Linked DNA regions of Anser cygnoides: all the other regions are linked to region 3. A link is a contact called in public Hi-C data. All regions are on one chromosome and are shown on one strand. Each heading gives the region's core, a stretch centred on a gene start, on an enhancer-like site or on the middle of the called end of the contact. The rest is flanking DNA. Distances are from core to core; before and after follow the strand shown. Region 1 holds the start of LOC106045405 (rho GTPase-activating protein 39-like). Region 2 holds the start of PHF20 (PHD finger protein 20). Region 3 holds the start of NDRG3 (NDRG family member 3).

Region 1 (2,700 bases), core at 197-2,696, 210 kb after region 3:
TATAATCCGCTGCGATCTCAGCATCGCTCCGCATAGCCTTGATCCAACCGATAGGAAAGAGCTGCCTCATCGAACTGGCAAACAACAAACTCGAAAAGCACCAAAAGGACAGCAAGAAAAGGCTGCTCACGAAAGGAAAATGCAGCACAAGAAACCTTGCGCTCTTCTGTGCTGGCTAGTACAAGGATGCTCCCGAATCTGTGCAGCTTTGTCAGGTTTATGCCCCAAAGCGAGCAACCTGCAACCGTGATGCCCTTCGCTGTCACCAGCGCACAGACGGAAGCGGCAGCGACGAGGTGTCGCTGCTGGCGAACACAGGGCTTGGCGCTGCGCTTATCACTTTGCTCTGGATAAATTCTGCTGTCCTGCTTCCCCTCTCACAGGGACGCGCACTTCCTGCCCGAGATGCTCTTTCTTGCGGACTAACTCGAGCTGCATTCCACTGGAGGGGACACGAAAGAGGCAGGAACAACTTCAAACTCCAGAGAAACACAAATTCTTCCAAACACCTCACACCGTCACCAGGCCACCGGGCGAAACGCCAGCACAGCTCTCCCTTCCCTCCCCCAGACAAAGGGAATGCGAGGAGCCAGCCGAACGCTGGTGCCCCTGAGGAGAGCCGAGCTCACAGGAATGTGAGATCAGTCCGAGCTTTTCATCTAGGAAGACGAAAATTTTGGCTAAGCAGCGCAAAAGCAACCGGCATCAGCTGCTGGGAGGGCAGCGCTTCTGGCCAGCTCCGCACCTTCCTCCCCGCGGAGCAGGGGCTGGCACCGAGCGGGGACGACGGCCGGGGCCGCGACCCGCCCGCGCTGCTCGGAAGCAGGAGGCGGCCCGGGGCACGGCCTGGCCGCCCGGCCTCCAGGTGATCCCCCCGGCCAGGAGCTTTCCGGCGACGCCTCTCCGGCGAGCCAAGCGCAAGTCGCTGCCGCGCTCGGGCACCGTCTCGGAGCCGCGGGCAGTTCTGAAGAGCCGCGGAACGCGCCCGCAGCCGCCGGCCGGGCCCGAGCCGTGATCCCGGGGCCCGCCCGTCCCCGCGGAGCCAGGCGGGCGACGGCACCCGGGGCCGGCGGGATCCCGGTGCCCGGCGCCGCCCGGCCTCGCCCGCTGCTCCCGGGACCGGCCGCCCGCACCCGCCCCGTGCCTCGCCTGCCGGCCGGGGCCCGCGACTCGGCTCGGCTCGGCTCCCGGCCGGGCCGGGGTCCCGCGCGGCCCCGTCCCTCAACAGGTGGAGCCGCCGCCGCCGCACTCACCTCTCCGCCATGGCCCGCTCGGCCGCGCCACCGCCCGCCTCTGCCCGCACGGGGCAGGGCGTGAAACCCGAGCCCGCGCCCCGCCCCGCCCGGGGACGGCCCGGCCGACAGCGCCGCCGGGACCCCCGGCCGCTCCCCGGGTCCCTCTGCTGGGGGCTGCCCGACCGAGCCGGGCCGGGCCGGGCCGAGCCGGGCCGGCGGAGCGGGGCGGGGTGCGGCGGGGCGGGCGGTGCAGCGCGGGGCCGGCGGCCGCGCTGGGGCCCGCGGGCCGAGGGCAGCCCCTGGCGGCGGCTGAGGGCGCTCCGCGGCCCGGCCCGGCCCGGCCCGGCCCCAGGGCTTCCTCTGGGCAGCCGGGCCGGGCATTTGGGGGGCTTGGGGGTGGGACGGGGGCATCCCGAGGCTTGGCGGGGGCTGCGGAGGGGAGCCAGGACCCGCTCCGGCGGAGCCCCTGGGAGGTGCGCGGTGGTGGAGGCGGCGGGGCTCTGGCGCCAGGACTCCGGCCCCCAAGCGCCAGCAGCAGTTAGCGCCGGGGAGCCGGATGGTGCCGCGTCTCCCGAAATGAGCTACGGGACCCGCCGCCCCCCCCCCCCAGCTTGTCCTTCAAAAGGAAGCTCCACAGTTAGCCAAGTCGCCTTTTCCACGAGGGGACAGAAATCCTCTGCGGGAAATGGCTAAAGCTCACAGGGCTGAGGCATGCCTTGCCCCCAGAGGGAAATTTTGCTCCCCTGGGCACCGTCCAGCAGAGGCGGCGTGAAGATTGAGAGGTCGGGAGTGCAGCCGTGCTGCATGCAGGCCTCTGTGGCCTTTGTGATGCCAGGATGCATGCAAGGATTTAACTCTTGCATTTTTCAAAGTGCTTCTTCAAACAAACACATTAGTGGGAACAACAAAAGGGGTCTGAAATAAGGATAAAGCAGCTCAAACGGTTACATCTGTTAAGATGAGGACTTTCTGTGTTTATCAGTGTCCTGAGCACAGTGCAGTCTGGATGAGGCTGTGCAGAAACACCAGGCATGTCCCCGCACCGGGGAGAGGCAGAGCCCTGCTCCAAACACCCCCGAAAGCCTTCGACGTGAGTGCTCCGAAGAAATGAGCCGTGCACTGAAGGCCAGCCCTGCTCCATCAGCTCAGCCTTCTGTCAGCCACCCATTCGGACAACGTCACCTGGCACAGTGACACGCATTTTGGACGGGGTCCTGTGCTTACAAACGAGGAGAAACCCCCCTCAGGGGGTTCCTGAGGGAACTTCAGGCCCCTCTCACTGGGGGTGTGAGACTTGGCAGATACCGGGTGGATTTTGTCACTAGCAAAGTGAGTTTTGGGCTCTGTCACACTGCATGGCAAATTTCTGATACAGCCAGAAATGTGTCCATGCAGCTTGTTAATCACGGCATACCCCAGGCAAGTCAGCCGGCGGGGGCTCTGCACAGAGGGATCCAGCCCTCGT
Region 2 (2,700 bases), core at 152-2,651, 150 kb after region 3:
GTCCAAAGCATTTCTCTTGTACAGATGCTCAGTTACAAGCTTCTGTACAGAAACCTACATAAGATTAGTTCAAGTTATTAGCATTGTTTTTAACAAGTTACATTTCATTTGCCTATACAATACCAAATTCTGTACACTGCAAGAATAAGTTCATTTCAACCAGTTTGGACTCCTGTACGCTCAAATATCCCTCCTTGTCTATATTCAAGTGTTTATGCTAGAAGCAAAGCATGGGTTCACAGAACCGTTTGCGATACTAGCAGGATATTTAACAAGCAGTAGAGATGGAGCCGTTCCCCAAAACTGTACTGAGAACCTCCTTGATCAACCCAGTGCTGCTATAGCTACGGTTTGCATGTGTCCCCCAAGCCAATCGCTACGACAACCCGTAAGGAAGCCACCTGGAACCTAGGTCTGTCGGGAAAAAATACGGCGCCTCCCGATTCTATGTATCGAACGCACAGGACGCGAAGCGGCTTTCGGCTTCGCGCAGGGAGCGATCTTCATCTCGCTTCCCCCAAGACCCTTGAGGGAGACGGGCAGCAGCAGAGCGGAGACGCGCTCCGAAGCCGCCGGTAGCGCCCGCGGGCGCCGGCCCCACACGAGGCTTCGCCCCGCTTCGTCCCCGGGGCCGGGCGCGGAGCAGCCGCGGACGCCCCCCGCACAGCCCCACCGGGGCCGGCCGGGAGCGGCCCCGCGCCGCTTCCTGACGCCGCCGGGGCCGGGCTCCGCCGCCGGCCCCTCCCCGGCCGCGCACCTCCCGCCGCAGCCCCCGCCGGGACCCGGCCCCGCCGCTCCCCCGCCCGCGCCGCGGGGCCCGTTCGCCGCCTCTCCCGGGCCCCGCGCCCTGCGGCCACCGCGGCGCCGCCCGCCCGGCCCCGGCCCCGGCCCCGGCGCCGCCGCAAGGTCACTCGGCCGCCCCCGCCGGCCGGGCCCCGCGGCGCCGGCGCTCGGCGCGCTCCTACTCACCTGCCCGCGCCGGGCCGCGCGGCTCCGCGGGCCGCCGGGCGCGGGCGGAGGCGAGGCGAGAGGGAGCGGGGGGGCGGGGGCGCGGCCCAGGCCCCCCGGCCCCGGCGAGGCGGAAGCGGCGCCCGCTCGGCGCCCCCGGCCCGGCCCGGCCCGGCCCTTTGTGCGCGGGGCCGCGTGCCAGCCGCGCCGCGCCCGGCCTCCCTCCCCTCGCCTCGCCTCGCCACGCCGCGGGCCCGCAGCGCGGGGCGGGCGGGAGGCGCGGGCCCGGCCCGCCCGGGCGCCGCCGCGCTCTTACCGAGGGCTCTGCACGGGACAAAGGGTGAGAGCGGAGCGAAACCGCCCCCGGGCCCCGCTGCGCGCCGAGCCCAGCGCCACCGACCGCGCAGCGCCACAAAATGGCCGCCTCGCTGCGGCGCCGCCACCCGCCGCCGGAGGGGGCGGGCCTGGACCGGGCTCCTCCCGGTCGCTGCGGAGGCGCGCAGCGCGCTCCCCGCGCGGCACCGGGTCCCGGGTCCCGGCCCCTCCGGATCGGCGCCGGCGCCTCGCGGCCGGGGCGCTGCGGGCGAGGGGCGAGAGGGCGCCGGCAGCGCCGTGCGGGGCTGCGCGGGGCGCTGCGGGACGGCCCCGGCCCTGCCCCGGCCCTGCCCCGGCCCTGCCGGCGAGCGGCCTCCCGACGGGCGCTCCCCCCGGTGTGGGGCGCGGCAAGAGCTCCGTAAAAGGGTGAAATAAACCAAAAAAAAAAACCCTCGTGCCCGCTGCCCAAAGGGGCCGTGTCCGTCTCCTCTGTGGTCCCCGGGTAGGAGCCCAGGCAGCTCTCCCTGCTCCGGGCTCGTCCTCGCGCCTCCCAGCGCTCTAACCGGGGCCCGGCCCCGTGCTGCTGGCCCGCCCGGTGACCCCGAACCACGGTGTGAGGAGCTGGGGGTCGGCCTCTTCTCACAGGTAACTAGTGATAGGACCAGAGGGAATGGCCTCAAGTTGCACCACGGGAGGTTCAGGTTGGAAATGAGGAGACATTTCTTCTCAGAAAGAGCAGTCAGGCATTGGGACGGGTTGCCCAGGGAGGTGGTGGCATCACCGTCCCTCCAGGGGTTTTTAAGGAAAGGTTGGACATGGTGCTTAGTGAGTCATGTCCCTGAAGATAAGAGAAAATGTTTTTATAAATACATTGACACAAAAAGGAGGACTAAGGAGAATCTCCATCCTTTACTGGATGTGGGGGGAAACTTAGTGACAAGAGATGAGGAAAAGGCTGAGGTGCTTAATGCCTTCTTTGCTTCAGTCTTTACCAGCAAGACTAGTTGTTATCTGGATACCCAGTACTCTGAGCTGGTGGAAGGGGATGGGGAGCAAGATGTGGCCCTCACGGGCCAGGCCTCGCCGCCGCCGGCCGGGGGGAATTGCTGCGCCCCTCATCCAGCTGGCTTCCCATCCGTGCGGACCGAGCTGCGTGCCCTTCTGAAGGCATGGCGCAGTGCAGAGGAAAATCAAAACACTTCTTCTGAGTTTTATGATAACTTAAAGCCAAAAACCAAGCTGGTACAGAACAGCCAAAATCTTTGCAGGTTGAAGTTCTTAACTTCAAATATTGCAGCATTTGTCACTGGGGGTGATAAACTTTCCTGGTTCAGGTGGTTAGCTTGAGATAATCCACCATTTTCTGGCCAGAGGCCACAGACAAGTGAATGATTGTCACCTGCCAGGTTTGAGGGACGAAAGGGGAGCTGTTGTGGC
Region 3 (2,700 bases), core at 10-2,509:
GAAGCAGGATGTAGGACCACTGGGTGGCACCAGAAACCAGAACATGGATTAAGTTCGGGCAGTACCTAGTTTTCAGATGTTTGGTGCAGGTCCATACCAAGGTTAAGGTGAGAGGAGCTGGGGATGCTTTGCTATTCTGGGATCCAAGTATTTCTACTTTAAGACATTCCCAAAGAGCCAGGAAAGCAGCAATAGTGAAAGCACTCTTTACAGTTGCAAACACCAAGTTTTGTGCAAAACTTGCTGCCAGTTTAGTTACATTCATGGCATCTGTGAAAGGAATATGGCACCAGGATTTGTCAGTAGGTATGTGGTTGAATAACTGCGACCTCAGAGTGGGCTGCCTCAAACATTCACATCTGCATGTTGCATGTGCATTGGTTTACACTGGGAAGGTGGCACTGCGCTCCACTGGAGCGGTACGAATTGTACCACTGGAATGGTACGATGTACCTTGTACCAAGCAAGAGATTGCAGCTTGTTTGTGACTGCTGTGCCCAGGTGAGTGTCTAGCTGGGATTTCACATGATGAGTTCTTCAGTGGTGACTTGGCAGCAGACTGAGCTGGTAAATGAAGTTTTCTTGTGTTCTAAGTTTTCAAAATATTATTGTGTAAGAGTGAAAGGAATAGAGATGAAGAGGCCACAAGGAAAAACTGAGCCTGGACTCATAGACCAGAGGGTGCTGAGAAAGTGCTGCACAAAGAGAAGGGCTGATGAGCACGGCTCGACATCTACAGAAGCGTTCACGTCCCTTTGTTACAAACACCATGCAGCAAAACGTTTCCCATCTCACTGAAACAGTCATGGATGAAGGGCCACGACGATCGTTTTACCTAGGTGCACTCCTCCAATGCAGCCAACAGTAAAAAGGGTTTGATGTTCAAGTCAGCCATTCCTTGGGTGCTTGCCATACTACCTCCCCATCAAGCATCCAGCCTGAGGAGCCAAACGGCGCCTTTTGTCGGTGCCTGTGAAAACGCAGGCTGCCAGGCTCCCTCCGAGCCATCACCCCCCTCCGCTCGCCGCCACCCCACGGCCCCGTCACCGCGGCGGGCCGGGGGCTGCACGCCTTCCAACTTCTGTAAAAGATGAGAGCGAACGCGAAACGGCACAGAGAGCTCGTACTAGGGGAGAGCCGGACGCATTCCTCCTGGGAGCGCGTACCGCAGCGCTCCCAGCGCCTGCTCCTGCCGGCATCCCCCTCAGCCGGGGGCGGAAGGCGGTGCCCGGCGGACGGCTCGCGAGACGGCGCTGCCGCCATCTTCTTTGTAGTCCCGAGCCCCGCCACGAGCCGTGCGCGTGTGCGGGCCCGCGGCGCGGCGCGCAGGCGCAGAGCGGCCCCCCCATGCCGCGGCGGCCGGAGCTGCTGAGGTGCCGCCGTCCAGGTGAGCGCCGCGGCCGCCCGCGGGCCGGGGTTGAGCCCGCGCCGGGGCGGCGCTGAGCCCTGAGCCGGCGGCCCCGCCGGCCCGCGCTCCGGGCGGCTTCTGCCGCTGCCGGGCTCCGCGGCACTGAGGCGATCGGTGGCCGCCGGGCAGTAGGTGCCGAGCGGCGGCTCCGCGGGGAGCGGCGGCGGGCAGCGGGCGGGCGGAGGGCGAGCGGCGGCGGCGGCTGTGCCCGCGGGCACCGGCAGCGCTGCCGAGCCGAGCGGAGCCGAGCCGTGCACCGCGGCGCCGCTGCGGCCGCTGCCCGTCCCGGGGCGGAGCCGGCTGCCGGTTACCGCGGCGGGGCCCTTCCCGGGCGGCTCCCGCCGAGCTGACCGCAGCCCCCGGGGGCCGCCGGGCCGCCGCCGGAGGAGGGAGGGCTGCGCGCTGCTTCCCTGCGCCGGGGACGGCACCGCGCCGGCACGGAGCTGGCTCGGGAAACGATCCCTCGGCACTCCGGGCTTCGCTGGGGAAAAAAAAAAAAAAAAAAAAAAAAAACGCCTTCAAAACTCGCCCCGGCTTCTCGTGGAGATGACGCCGGTCGTTTGAATAAAGCGCTGGGGTGCTCCGGGCTGCCGCTTACTGTGGTCGATAGCTTTCCTTTGAGAGTACTCGTATCTTAAAATTCGCAGGTCTTGATTTCTTTTGGACAACAAAAACATATATTTTTTTCTTTAATTCGATAGGGTCTTGTTGTTGTATGAATAGGAAAGGAATAGGCTGTATAAAAAATATCTTATGCTGACTTGCGTCATCGCTTTAGGTCAATGTCCGTTTATTTGATGTGTAATGTAAGTCATGGGGAGTACTTCAAAGCGTTGTAGTGAAGTCAGGTGCTTCCATTAGCATGAAAATCCTTGCTGTAAGTCCCATGCAGAAGATGCCTGGGTTACAGAAGAAACAGTGTCATGGGCGACCCAGAGGAGCGGGGTTTGCCGTCTGACCCCGCGGCAGCACCTGGGGACATTGCCGAGTCAGAGCCCGGTGTCTGATCCAGTTCTTGATTCGTTCCTCTCAGGTTTGCAGGTTTGGGGAGCCTGGAACCAATGTGGGATCCAGCCGTGGCACGGGGCGGTTGCAGCATGCAGGTCACGGTCCCAGTTGGTAGCAGAAATGGGACAACTTGGTCAAGCACGTGTTTGCTCCAGGGAATAGGAAAGGTCTGTTGAGTGCTAGGGAGTTAAATCTGGGAAACCCAGAAGAGGTTTTGTGCTTGAGTGCCGAGATGATGAGACGATGGGTTTACAAGTGGAGCAGAATCCACTTCTCTTCCTTTG

The links. Hi-C and Micro-C count contacts between places; a contact is called where the count stands out from the background.
Region 1: a contact with region 3 is called in a Hi-C map of liver, with 2.3 times the contacts expected there. The contact joins the promoter of LOC106045405 here to the promoter of NDRG3 in region 3. A contact is called at or near these places in 4 of 7 Hi-C or Micro-C datasets (granulosa cells and liver).
Region 2: a contact with region 3 is called in a Hi-C map of liver, with 1.6 times the contacts expected there. The contact joins the promoter of PHF20 here to the promoter of NDRG3 in region 3. A contact is called at or near these places in 2 of 7 Hi-C or Micro-C datasets (granulosa cells and liver).

The regions. Positions count from the first base shown.
Region 1 is chr16:15,182,872-15,185,571 of Taihu_goose_T2T_genome, reverse strand. LOC106045405 (rho GTPase-activating protein 39-like) reads right to left here and starts at 1,446. Exons shown (of 10, transcript XM_066978526.1): 1 at 1,254-1,446. The coding sequence starts at 1,264.
Region 2 is chr16:15,242,952-15,245,651 of Taihu_goose_T2T_genome, reverse strand. PHF20 (PHD finger protein 20) reads right to left here and starts at 1,401. Exons shown (of 21, transcript XM_066978525.1): 1 at 1,265-1,401. LOC136786515 (a long non-coding RNA gene) reads left to right here and starts at 1,530. Exons shown (of 3, transcript XR_010825384.1): 1 at 1,530-1,908.
Region 3 is chr16:15,391,990-15,394,689 of Taihu_goose_T2T_genome, reverse strand. NDRG3 (NDRG family member 3) reads left to right here and starts at 1,259. Exons shown (of 16, transcript XM_048048906.2): 1 at 1,259-1,387.